2 separate regions of the Drosophila melanogaster genome follow, and region 1 is linked to region 2. The links are chromatin contacts, called in public targeted proximity ligation maps. All regions are on one chromosome and are shown on one strand. The core of a region is the stretch at or near the end of the contact, and the rest is flanking DNA. Distances in the headings are between cores, read along the strand shown.

The links.
Region 1: a targeted proximity ligation map of the Kc167 cell line shows a contact between it and region 2, with 4 times the contacts expected there. A contact is called at or near these places in 2 of 107 Hi-C or Micro-C datasets (both in wing imaginal disc) and 1 of 7 datasets of targeted methods (the Kc167 cell line).

Annotation. Positions count from the first base shown.
Region 1 is chr3L:18,799,428-18,802,575 of dm6, forward strand. It overlaps lncRNA:CR45939 (long non-coding RNA:CR45939), which reads right to left and starts at 1,885. Exons shown (of 3, transcript NR_133270.1): 1 at 681-1,885. It overlaps ftz-f1 (ftz transcription factor 1), which reads right to left and starts at 1,882. Exons shown (of 10, transcript NM_079419.3): 1 at 681-1,882. CG14073 reads right to left here. Exons shown (of 6, transcript NM_140803.2): 6 at 2,838-3,148.
Region 2 is chr3L:18,063,360-18,066,480 of dm6, forward strand. It overlaps Eip75B (Ecdysone-induced protein 75B), which reads right to left and starts at 1,337. Exons shown (of 8, transcript NM_001259893.2): 1 at 1,152-1,337.

The DNA.
Region 1 (3,148 bases), core at 635-3,134, 740 kb after region 2:
ATGCATTAAAAGCATCTTTAACCAAATTATTTTTTCCGAGTAGATAAAATCCATTTAAAAATTAACACGCTAAATTGTTTATTCCCCCATTTACAGTAATTTTCCAGTTCGCGAAACAGACAACTGGAAAGATTCCCCCATTTTTTTAAGCCCTGTGTTACCCTTTTTAACGATACTTTAATTAACTTCACTCGACTTCAAGTTCTTCACTTTTCGTGCTTGAATCTCACCAACCCTCGGGTAATCCACGGAAAAAAATTGAGCAAATGACATTAACTTTATATTTAATATTTTAAAAGAAAAATATCTTAGTGGAAAATACGAGAAAATGTATAAAAAAAAACTATAAAAAGCTATAAACTGCTGATACAATTTTCAGTTTATTATCCAAATTTTTAAAACCACATTAATTTTTGTAAAAAATATATATATAATGATCCCAGTAAAATTTATTTAAACAAACAAAAAGGTGATTTTATTTAAAAAGTTTTCTTATAATGATGGTTTTTAAATCAAATTCGTGTCAAAACTGTATTTCATTCCGTGCTCCTACTTCCCATTAAAGATGGTAAGTGCAGTAAAATAAAGCTCACCCAACTAGACAAAATGGAAAAGGAGGTTTTTGGGGGGTAAAAGGTGAGCGAGAGGAAGTCGTGCAGCGGGGAGAATTGAGAATTTACCTTTCATGCAGCTGACGTCGTTGTTTTTCCTTTTGTAGTTCTGTGTGTTGCGCATGCGCCCGGTTCCATGAATTCCAAGACGAAGATCGCGGAAGAAGAAGAAGCGCTGGAAGCTGTCCGTCTCTCTCTTTCTCCGTCTCTTCCCCTCTCGCTTTTTATGTATACAAAAACCAGTTGGAAGCGAAAGCAAAAGTTCTATTATTATGTCTTGGTCTTCTTGCTGTTTCTGTTTTTGTAGCCGTAGCTGGTCTCCCTCTCTCTCGCTGTCTCTGTCTCGCTCTCAGTGTGGGAATTCGCATGTGTGGAGAACGGAACGCGAATTTATAATTCGCAAAACAAAGCTTGTGTGTGATTCATTTCGCCGATCGTAGTCGCTGTTGCCGTTGTTGTTGTTGTTGCTATTTCTCCCGATCGCATCTCTCGGCGTCTCGTTCTCTTTTGCTCTCGCTCTCCGAAAGCTCTTTCAGCATATTTCAGAACACGCACACACACGCGACGCCAAACGCATTTGGCAATTTATTTATATTTTTTTTTATTTATTTCTTTTATTTATTTTGCATTTATTGCCATTTACTCTTCCTCTATTCTCGGCGATTTCCTCTTCCCGATTTCGAACGCACACCAAGAACTTCTTGCACAATCGTCGCACGCGCGCAACAAGCGAAAGCTCTCAGAAACAACAACTATAAATTGCAATTCCTGCTACGCACACACTGACACGCTCGCACCGCACATACATATATACACACATGTACTGGGGTTCCACTGGGCACTCTGTGTTGTTGTTTTTCCGCTTGGCTTTTGCTAATTTTGCCTTGTTTTTGCTTCTGCTCCAATTCTATGACACAACGCTATCTTCCCACTTTGTGTTAATTTTTATACACAATTGCACACCAAAATTGGGGTTTGGTAAACGGATAGGCAATGACGGGGGCGCGGGCGACGATTGGAAACCAGAACACACTCCCGTTATGGACGCATCGGAAATATTAAATATATACGTATGTACACACACATAATTAACGCCAGAGCTGTTCTTCTTTTCGCTTTTGTTTACTTTCACTCTTACTTTCTTGGCTATCGCTCACTTTCAGCTATTGTTTATTCGCTGGCTTCACTTTTTCGGGAAAAACTATTCCGCACGCAAAAATTAGGTCTCGAGCGAAATTAGGTCGAACTCGAACGGGAACACAACACACAGTAAAAGTTTGTTGGCGTAGGTAGAAGAAGACCGAAAGCCCTCGCGCATACACGCACACACACATGCGCGGTCGGGATAGTGTTGGATCACCGGAGCGAAGAGCGGGGCCAAGGACAGAGAGGCAGCATTCTTGGCCTTTAAAAATCGTTTGAAGAACAAGGACGGCAATCATATGAAAACCGGAAAGCTTTCAGCTGAAAGCACTCACATGCACGCACACCCGCGTTTAGCGCACCGCTCGTGCGGCGAGCTTTTGAGAGCGACATCTGCCGGAACCTATCGCCAAGTTATCGATAGATCGTAAATTCAAAACTGTGGCGGTTTGTCAATGAAATATTACATAAATTTTAATAAGCAATAAAAAATACAATGAGATTATCTAGTTCAAATAATTGCAAATTTAAAAGGAAAAGAAGAAGACGAATTTAAATATTCACAAGATATAATTATACTTTTTCAAAAGAATGGGCCCTCTAAGTATATTTAAGTACTTATCTAAGACCTTACCTGTTCAGTCATCTATTATTATATATAAATAACCTTTTAAACCAATTTTGAAGAATCGTTTAATAAAAGCTTGGATCGATATTTGTTTTCAAATGCCAGGAGATTGTTAAAATTTTGAAGTGAAACCGCACTTTTAAATTGTCAAAATTTCACTTTGCATTTATTTTGTTTTTCATTATTAGTTTTTTTTTTTTTGTTAAATTTCTTCAGTTTTTTGTGGTTTCCTTTTATAGTTGCACAAAACTTACACACGTACATTACATAGAAAATTACAAACCTATCTGAAAATTGATTTACATTGTAGTTGGATCATATTGTGTATACATATACTTTATATATTATGTTAATAATTTCATTTAAAAATACATAATACATAAATACGCCTTTGTTGCTTCTTTAATATTATTACAATAATTATTATTTAGTTTATACTTTAGCTAGATTGTTTTGTTTTTTTAAAAACCATAGATTACACTTCATCCCTAGATTTATCTGTAAGTATATATCAATTTATTAGCTGATTGGCTGGCATACATTTTCCGTTCGTTTCCTCGTTTCTAACTGCCTTGCATTGTTTTCTTCTACTTTTATTGCATAATTGCAGCCAATCCCTAAAGATTCCAGATTTTCTCAATATTCTCGCTCTAAAATTTCCATTCATTTCCTTTTTCTTCGTTTTGAGTGTGTATAGCACCTTTGTATCACTTTGCATTAGCTCTAAATTTAATTTCCTTTATAAAATCCTTTATCTTCCAAAGAC
Region 2 (3,121 bases), core at 87-2,586:
ATAGAATAAATCGAGCAAGAGAGCAGTGCAAATAAAAAGAGAGCGCCGAGAGAAATAGAGCACGTGAGTGTATGTGTGTTCAAGTTCACCCACACCAAGGCGAGTCTAACAGGGCGTCTACAGTTGAGCAAGCAGCGCTCTGTTAACGGGCTGCAGATCCCCTGTTAGCTTTCCTCCTCTGTTTTCTTGGGGTCTCTGCATTTCAGCGGAGTTGCCAGGGGGCGTTGGGTGGTGGGGCTGCGTTCTGTTTGCAGGGGGTGTGGCTCGCCTCTAATGAGGGTTGCAACTCCAGACGGAGTTTCATCCGAGTGGAATGAGTCAGACAGCCGGGGAATGGGTCCAAAAAAGGAGCTTATTCAGCAGGAAGGATAAGTGCTTTCGAGTTCGTTTTTTTTGGTCAATAAATTTAACCATCTAATTGAGGACTTAGTTACGCCTGATATCCGAGAGTTAAAGGTCATGCGACCCTTATACATGGTTTTGTGCAATATAAAATGATCACTTTTCTATCTTATGTTTGTCGGTTTTCGTATTGTTCTGTTTAGTTTAGCAACCTGCTTTTAATTTACTTTTAACTTTTAGGCTTTCGATTGTATGAACTGTTAAGTACTTCGCAAACCTTTGTTCAACTATTTCAAATTTTATATTTTTACTTTTTGCTTCGTTTATTATTTTAAAACAATTTGAGAGCATTTCTATGCACATTTTTCGTTCTTGATATTATTTGACCGTTTTTTATGCTTTCATGAGTCACATAATGCTTATACATATGTATATGCTTAACATCGTTCAGTTATGCGCAGTTAAGTGAATTTTGTTGAATGGTTCATGAGTTTAAGCATAAGTTTTCTATTTAAAGATAGATCAGTTTCACAAATCCTATATATAAAGGATTTCTGTTAGTTGAATTATTTTCAATGACGACGAGTGTTAACTTGCACACAATAATATGTTACACCATATTTTTTTATAGATATTTCTGTATTTAATATTGTCACAGCTTAAAATTTTAAACTTTGGCAATTGTTTGCACTATTCTGATTGTGATTGAAAAGACTGTCCTTGTGCTTCCCTTGTTACTTGTGATATTTATATAGCATCGAATTGGCACACAAAACTCACACAACTCTGCCTTAATCCAATTCACGTACAAAGAGTTCACCACTTATTCGGACGCATCACGCAGATACTTTTTGTATCTGCATTCAGAGGATTGCTATTTGTCCCGATCGAATTCTGGTGCTAACAAACGAAAGTTAACCGCCGATTGGTAAGACGATTGCGCAGAAGAGGAAAAGCGCGACAGAGGACGGAACGCGACGGTGACGGTGCGTTCCACATGACGTATTCAAAATGACTGAGACCAGACCGAGACTGGACTGCAAATTTTCGCAAAAGTGAAAAATTCTACTTTCAATATGAAAACGAACTGCGCTGTCGCCGTCGACGCCGACTGCGCTGCCTGGGCGGGAGTTGTGCAGCGGCAGCGCACTGTGGGTGTGGGTAAGGTAGGTCGTGGTATGGGAATGCACAGTGGCTACAGAGAGAGAAAAGGGAGAGCACCATCACCATTACAGAGAGTGATAGAGAGAAAGAGCAGAGCGGAAGGCCGACAGAGCCAGAACCTGCAGCGAATGCAGAGAACAAAGCGGAGCAGAGAAGTCAATGTACAAAGCAGATTGGGGGTGCAATGGACGCCGAACATGGAACTCAGGCGCGGACGTGTACGTCGCCACAGTGGATGCCCGCTAGAAAGAAATCGAAATCATGCTAATTTTTCAGTTTAAGAAATCTGAAATCTTGAAACTTGAAAAATTATTTAAACAATTAAACAACTAAACAAGTTCTTTAGAGCATTATGTTAATTTTTTTTTGGTTTAGCTAAATTAGAAAGAATTTTTTAGAAATTTGCTGATGTTTTCATGTGGAACATATGGAAGGTGTGTGTTGATTTCATCCTTTAATAACCCAAATATATTTTACTACTAGCTTGGAAAAAAATAAAAATCCCTACCAACCTATATTAAAATTTTTAGGAACTCATTAAATGATGAACTATCAATAAAAAGAAATAATAAAATAATCATTATCCAACTAGACAGGCCAAATTAATGATCTCGATATCGCAACATTTCAAGTTGCCCTGTACCGGGCTTTCCAAGCTTATTTCCATGTTTCTGACGTGTACAGTAGTACATATCGTGGTTCCCGCCTGGAGTGACTTGCCCCTTTTGCGTGCTTCTTTTGGGGTTGCAAAGTTTTGGCATTCCGGGAGTTGTCGTAGCACAGAAATTAAAAATAATTGCAAAAAGTCGGCGAGTGGGTGGATTTCTCGGGTTTTCTGATCCTGGTTGTCGGTCCCTGTCTGTCTGGAGTTGCAACCCCTCGGGCAACGAAATGAAAGCAAACTTCAGACTCTTGGACTTGGGGTGTGGAAAGCGAGTGGGTATCAAAGGGCCGCGAAGCAGAAAAGGCGAGAAAGGAGTAAGAGGACAAGCGGTTTCCTAGACACTCGATGGGCTACTTTTTGTTTGGTAAGGTCGGTCCCAGGCAGAGATACTTCCTTTATGAGCTTCGATTTTAGCCAGCATCGGGGGTTGCACTCTTATGGATCTGGCTTTCATTGTCTTTCACGCTGTGGGATAGGTTTGAAGGGAACAGCATCTTGTAACCTTGATTTTCTTATTTGCCATTGTTGTTGACAAGACGGGATTAACTTTCAAGAACTTATCATCACTGTTCCCGGACAGCGTTTCAAGAAAACCCCCCGTGACTACACTATTATAATTTTTTAATAGAAACTCTGAAATTGCATATTGACTATTTTATTTTATGGAATATCGATGCTTATTATTTTAAGTTTTAACGACTGTACAAATAAACTATAGCAAATGTAATTTAACCTTGCAAATACCACTGCAGACATTTGCCAATTCAGGTTCAGTCTTCTGGGGCATTTTGGAACCGAATCTGTCTCCTTGAGGACCTCCAAATGCAACGAGGGCGTTGCATTGAGACACTGGCCCTGGCAGCCCTAATACAATAGTGGTCAAATACCATGGTCAATGACAGCGTCGTGAAATTTGCAACTGGCGACACGTGGCAGGGGCAACCAGACGCC